2 separate regions of the Bombyx mori genome follow, and region 2 is linked to region 1. The links are chromatin contacts, called in public Hi-C maps. All regions are on one chromosome and are shown on one strand. The core of a region is the stretch at or near the end of the contact, and the rest is flanking DNA. Distances in the headings are between cores, read along the strand shown. Region 1 overlaps LOC101741339 (ribosomal protein S6 kinase alpha-5). Region 2 overlaps LOC101741339 (ribosomal protein S6 kinase alpha-5).

Region 1 (3,561 bases), core at 313-2,812:
CAGATAAGGTTTAAAAGGTAGATAAATATGAAAATGCTCGGAAATAAATAAAAATAACAATTTTGTTTTTCCTTTGATGTATCCTCCATCGAACGGATTCCTTTTGTTTGTTTTAAGTTTATTTTATACAAAAGTTTAGATTTAGATCTTTTATTTATCGATTGAGGCACTACGAAGTCAGCCGGGTCAGCTAGTAATTAATAAAATTAAATTTAGACCTGGCTCACGAGACTACCGCTATGTGGCATATTCATTCAACCATCATTGTTCCAATAGTTGTGTCGGTACACGACTTGATAGCGAAAAGTCTCGATCAACAGCTTAAGAAACTTTCGTTATCCAGCTGGGTCAAGGGCCTAAATACAGAAAGCAGTTACCCTCGATACCGCACGCATTGTGAGGAGGTTTCTCACTCTGTAGTCCTAACCACTGGTGGCTTGTGTCGTAGACACCGCCATCAGGAGCAATCTATTAAAAATTGTATTTCTAATATCTTTTTTAATAATTAATAAATCTAATTTTTAATCTTTTTAATAAATCTAATTTAATATTGTGTAATTAATAAGATTTTAAATAAATATAAATAAAAAAATCAAATTAATAAAAATTAATAAATTTGCGTTATCGGCGGTAAGGTATGTTGTAGGCTCGCACAGGTAAGCACCGCTATCATGCCTATTACTGTCACGGAGCAGTCATGCGTTCCTGTTTATAGGGCGGGGAAAGCCGTTACATAAATTACAATGAAAAAGTTAGTGGTATTGTTACTTATATTATAATGATTATGAGTTACGTTTTTTGACTTAAGAATTTGAGGTGTCATATTATTATCTTTGTAGATTTTGTTAACCTTTGACTGCTAAAAATTGCTCTCAAATTTGTACCGGCTTCTAGTCCCATATAACGCGGTTTCGCACAACACGGAACTTTGCAGGAACGTATTTACCGTGTTATAACACGGTTAGCTGTATTTCAATAGAAACAATATTGTTTTTATTGAAATACAGCTACAGCCGTAAGAAGAAACAATTTTAGCAGCACGAATGAATGTTGCTTACTTTTATTTCAGGACTAGCGACCCGCCCTCGCTTCGCTTCGGAAACATTAAAACACACATGAAAACAAATAAAACAAAAATAAAAAAAATTTAAAAAAAAGTAGCCTATGTTCATCAGGGACAATGTCGGCTTCTAATGGAAAAAGAATTTTTCAAATCGGTCCAGTAGTTTCGGAGCCTATTCGAAACAAACAAACAAACAAATCTTTCCTCTTTATAATATTATATATTAGTATAGATCGTATCGTCACGTTTTCAAAACTCGAAACTTGTACTCATAATCGAGAGCACGAAAATTGTTTTGACATACGGTAAAGGTAAATCTCGAAGGCTGGCTGGCTATCGAGTGCTACTGTCTAATGTAACGATCCGTTTTCGTATCGAGTACTCGATACATTTACTTTACAAATTCGATTGATTTTCGTGCTTGACGTACATACTGTTCTTAACGACAAGTTGGAAACGCGATCATGTGGATCTGACGGCTATCTGAGTCACACGAAATTCGCCGGTGACGCAATGCCACTGATAACATATATTTATTTATGGGATATTATGACCTGGTAACTAAGACCTTTAGGTCAAGTCTTATTTTAATTTGAATAAAAACTTTTTTATACGAAAAATTGAAATTATGAAATGAAATGAGATGTTAAGAGATGAAATATAATCTCAGTAAAACGGTAGTCATTTACTGAGATTTTTTCAGCGGACTTTTTGGAGGATCCCGAGAAGTTACGTTCTGCGGTTTTGTTTCATTTTCCCAAATTTGTGCACTTTCACAGATATTAAACAGTTAATGAACCAGTTCGAAGTCGTTGTGGCCTAAAGGATAAGACGTCCGGTGCATTCGTGTTGAAGCGATGCACCGGTGTTCGAATCCCGCAGGCGGGTACCAATTTTTCTAATGAAATACGTACTCAACAAATGTTCACAATTGACTTCCACGGTGAAGGAATAACATCGTGTAATAAAAATCAAACCCACAAAATTATAATTTGCGTAATCACTGGTGGTAGGACCTCTTGTGAGTCCGCACGGGTAGGTACCACCACCCCGCCTATTTCCGCCGTGAAGCAGTAATGCGTTTCGGTTCGAAGGGTGCGGTAGCCGGTAAGCACTCACCATTAGGTGGGCCGTATGCCTACAAGGGCAATAAAAAAATAAAAAACGTGCTATAGGAAGGAACTTTTTCTGTTACTTCTTTCAGTGTTTCTTTTACTAATTACTACCAAATCCGTTTTTAATGTTTACCCGATTCGCATATTGTTATAATAAACATTTACACACTGAAATTTGAATTTTCAAATACCAAAAGAATGAAAATATCAGATGCTGTTCGTTTTTCTTGCTTGATAATAAGGTAAGTTTTTAATTTAGAAAAAAGGAAATTTATGCTAATTAATTTGCCTTACTCATGTATCTACATGGAGGTTAATGTTATTATATTTTTTTCATACATTTGCAACAATAATTACAAAGCATTTTTATTGACATAAAAAGGAACATGCGTATATAGAAATATATGTAAACTATCTAAACAAGAAAATGGATGACAATAATTTAAAGTAAATTTTTTCACTCCGAATCAAAATCAGGATATTTTTTATTCAAGCAGGCCTAAACCACAGACGCTTTCAAAACTTAAGCACCAGTCAGAGTACAGTTTCCTGACTGAGACGAATCTTCAAGAATCTCAAGGTTTACCCTTTTCTAAATCTATGTTGATATACATCACTAAAAAAATCTAAAATATTATGGAACGGCCAAATTTTTTTTTACGTCCTCGTATTGACTATACAAAATAACTGCTAGAACATAATGTAAAATTGAACCAGCTTAAAATGTTTGTCGGTTATTCTAAATGACCACAATTTTTTAATTTTACGAGTTTTAGATAAGTGTTTTCACTTGGGCCAGTGTCGGCTGATAGATAAGTTTTACCTACTTACTTATAATTACTATAGTGATATCCCACTCACTAGGATTAGGTGGGTTAAAATCTGTCACCCCTTAAGTGAGGTTAAGATATAAACAGAGCCACACTCAGAAAGTTAAAGTTACAAACAGTTATTCTATATTTATATAATTTAGTAAATATAATGTACTTAATCTATTTAAAATAGTACATAGTTTAGTATGTTATTATTTTTAATTCAGTCAACAGTGCTAGTCATAAATGACTTAGTCAATGACATTTGAAGCAATTAATTATGCGCAAGAAACAATATTAATTTTATTTTCTTTGAAACTGGGTGTCCTAGATACTTAAAAGAAGGCTACCATATTTACTGAATGGTCTGCCAGTGGCTTTATGAGAACAATAATGATAGTTCAATATTTAAAAAAAATATCCTGGAACACTATAGAAAGCATACTAGTTATTGTATTATTTATAACTTTATTTAAGTCCAGACTTAACGGACCCTGTATTTAATCTGAGGGCACTTAGAATAAATAAGGAAAACTGTTGTTTATTTAATAAATAGAAATTTAGAATTCCG
Region 2 (3,499 bases), core at 778-3,277, 38 kb before region 1:
TTGATGAACTTAAATGCGGTGTTGTCATTAGAGTCGTATCGATTGTGGACTTGGTATATGAGTCGACTATTATCAAAGCCGGCAATCTGACTTTTGGACAATGATTGGTAAATCAGAAAAACGAATTATTGACTTTGTATTCCATTGGCAGTCACAAAACTCTTCGGAACGACATCTTAGATAAATAACAGGTTAACTATTAACCTTTATTTAATGCAGGTTTTGAACCGTATTCTTTGAAGGAGACGATTATATTCAAATCAATCTGTATTGACATATCAATAAATTTTTTTTGTCCAAATGCGCAGATTGCCACCTTTGATAATAGACGACTCATATAAGAGGATGTCTTATTTTCTCAACTCAGATTATAGCGAAATGTTTGTGATGTGGACGATTGTTGTGATAAAAAAACTTATTAACTAAAAATAAAAAGAGCTCAAAAATGTGGAATAAAATGAAATAAAAAAATCGGAACTCTTAAAAAAATACGACAGACGAAAAATACGTTTAGGTAACACACAAATATGTTTTCTTTTATGCTTTTCCTCGTCTGCAATACCATTACTAACTATTCAAGGACTATTTATCTTATAGCGTATAGATTAGAAATTTTTGTTTTTTATTTTGTATATAAGTAATTGAAAAGTTTTTTTTTTTTCATAATTTGAATCTTTATTTTGTGTTTCCTAAGTTCTGCGTTGTGCTTGAAGTAAATTCCTTGAAACATTCGAATGAAAACTTTGAAACATTCATTTTTTTTAAATGTTTTTTACCTCATAACCTTTGACTGGGTGAGTCGATTTTGATGATTCGTTTTTATTAGAAAGCTGACGCTTCCCGTGTGGTCCCATTTTAATTTAGTTCAAATTAGTCATATAATGGTATCCATGAGAATGCCATATAAGGCCTAAATTCGCATTAAGTACGTGCGCGACTAATAGATGAATAACTCAATATCACGCCAAGCGATTTCGATGATTATTGTTTTTTTAGAGTATATTAATATGTTTTGGAATATCTTTTTTTTTTCTATTTGAAGTCGGTTTTTGTTAAAGCACGTCTATTTACAATTATTATATTATGTACCATAAAAATGTGATTCTGAGCATAACGAGCATAGATTTGAAACCATTAGGTATAATAATATATTATATTAATCTTCCATTGTTTCTTATAACACAATCAATAAAATATTTCCTTAGTTTTGTTATTGCTTCCTTATAATAAAATATCATTATGAATGAAATAGTTAAAATAAGATTTTATTGCGATAGAATCGTTTTATAGGCGCATTTTAATTTAATTGTTCAATAATATATGTTCACACGGTTACGTGCAATCTGTACACCGAACGCTACATAGAATCGAAGTAACGTTTTCAGAAAAATCACCGATTTAAACTATAATAATATTCGCCAAATGACCGAACATCGACCGTAATCACTGACGCTACAAGGTTTAAATTCATTTTATTTATAACATTTTTGGTTTTATTTAATTATTATGGAGATCTTGATTATGAAGATATTGAAAACAGGCGAGACTAAAAATAACTAGGTGAGCTCACGTGGCTCAAACATGACGACGTTGCTAACACGAACCCTAGCAATAGTCGTGCTTCGCAAAATCTACCACTGGATCGGAACGCGACCCACTGAGAAGATCCGGCAAGAAACTCAGTGGGCTGTGTCTATGGGTTAATTTACTCGCCGAGCCCTTCGTCGCAAGCAAAGGGTTCGACGAGAACGTTGACGTTGAGGGCTTACAATAACAGAATAGGGCACACCGGTAATTGCGCAAAATTTACAAAATTTTGAGGTTTCATTAATCATAGCCCGCGGTTTTTCCTTCATCGTGAATATCCTTCATGTGATCACATGTTAAGTGCTTACGGCCTTAGAAAAAACGGTACCTAATTACTAGATTTGAATACCGGCATTATAGAATCGGTCGATAAGAGTACACGGTCACATCCATTACGCCACGGCGACTATTTATATCCTCTCTACCTACTTAACGTATAGACCCCTGTTTATTCAAAGTGAGGCATTTCGAAGCGAACTTGAGAACGTCCTTAACCCCGAAGGGAACGTCCTGGTGAAGAACGATCAAGGTTAAATGTGACCTCTGACCTCTGACCCTGTGTTTCTACCCTCAAAGTGCGTTCACACGGCACTTTTGGAATATCCTTGGAAACCGAATACATTTCATAGGGCCCGAAAGGCAGGTCTTTGAACGATACCTTAATAGTATCACTACATAGTATAAAACAAAGTCGCTTTCTCTGTCCTTATGTATGCTTAAATCTTTAAAACTACGCAACTGATTTTGATGTGGTTTTTTTAATAGATAGAGTGATTGAAGAGGAAGGTTTATATGTATTATAACATCCATTAAATAGTGGACAAATCAATAACAAATTACAGTTTCCGAAGCGAAGCGAGGGCGGGTCGCTAATTAAATATAATTCATTACAAAGGCATTTGAGATTTTGGATGAGACATTTCGTCTCCGGAGATTCTCGTACCAGTCAACGAAAACACTTTAATCACACTCTAGTACTGTTAAGAAACATAAAGCTTTATTATTCTATTCTATCAGCCCACAGAGGTCCACTGTTGGACATAGGCCTCGCCAAGCCTCGCCACAAAGATCGGTCCTGTTCTGCTTGCATCCAGCGGATCCCCGCGAACCTTAATAGACCGTCGGCATCTTTAAAATATTGGGATATAGGATAATTTATACAACGAGCTGTATATTAGCTTATTTGGCACTAAAACATGTAGTACATCATCGCCAATTAGTTGATCGCTAACAATAGACGTAGGGGCTAGTGTTGTGATTTATTTAGAGAACAATATTGTTGTTACCTTTAAAAACTGTTCATTTAGATGGGCAGACTTCAGACAATAGAAATTTGTCCTGTGAATTAAACAGCTATAAGAGCGCAGAGACGAAGAGACATTCGCATCTAATGTCACAACGTAGATTTCAGTATTCATGTTGCGGTTCCAGGATTAACAACCAGAATAAAAGATAAAAATCTGTCTGTTGACCTTTTTCAGTATCTAAGCTGCTGGATCGTTCAACGTATTTCGACAAATATCTGTACCAAACCTATATTTCTAGATGTCTGACCCTTGGAGTGCGTTCACTCGGCACCGCCCACTGAGTTTCTCGTCGGATCTTTTCAGTGGGTCGCGATTCCGATCCGATGGTAGATTCTGCAAAGCACTGTTCTTGCTAGGGCTAGTGTTAGAAAATTCTCTCAGGTTGAGCCCGTGAGCTCACCTGCGCGTCCGGGCGTAGCTGGAATAGTCTCTTAGGCTACCAGCGAATAGGTAGGGGGTTTTCCCTTTCGGCACTCGCTAAGATACTTTTAGAAAGCCGGCGCACAGAATTTTTTATAGGTCTCTTAGGTATTATATTAATATACATTTAATGTTTATTTTAAGAGTAATAATGAAAATGAAAGTAACATATATTGAAGTTTTTT

Evidence for each region. A called contact is a pair of places that touch in the nucleus more often than the background predicts.
Region 2: a Hi-C map of middle silk gland shows a contact between it and region 1, with 1.6 times the contacts expected there. The contact joins two enhancer-like sites. A contact is called at or near these places in 3 of 7 Hi-C or Micro-C datasets (middle silk gland and whole pupa).

The regions. Positions count from the first base shown.
Region 1 is chr24:7,281,247-7,284,807 of ASM3026992v2, reverse strand. The region is part of intron 1 of LOC101741339 (ribosomal protein S6 kinase alpha-5); the gene reads right to left. Among protein-coding and RNA genes, the nearest start is that of LOC134201255, 14 kb to the right of the region's middle. Within about 2 kb of position 1,562, at least 3 of the 8 cell types and tissues checked have open chromatin away from gene starts, as enhancers often do.
Region 2 is chr24:7,319,734-7,323,232 of ASM3026992v2, reverse strand. All of the region lies in intron 4 of LOC101741339 (ribosomal protein S6 kinase alpha-5), which reads right to left. Among protein-coding and RNA genes, the nearest start is that of LOC134201255, 52 kb to the right of the region's middle. Within about 2 kb of position 2,027, at least 1 of the 8 cell types and tissues checked has open chromatin away from gene starts, as enhancers often do.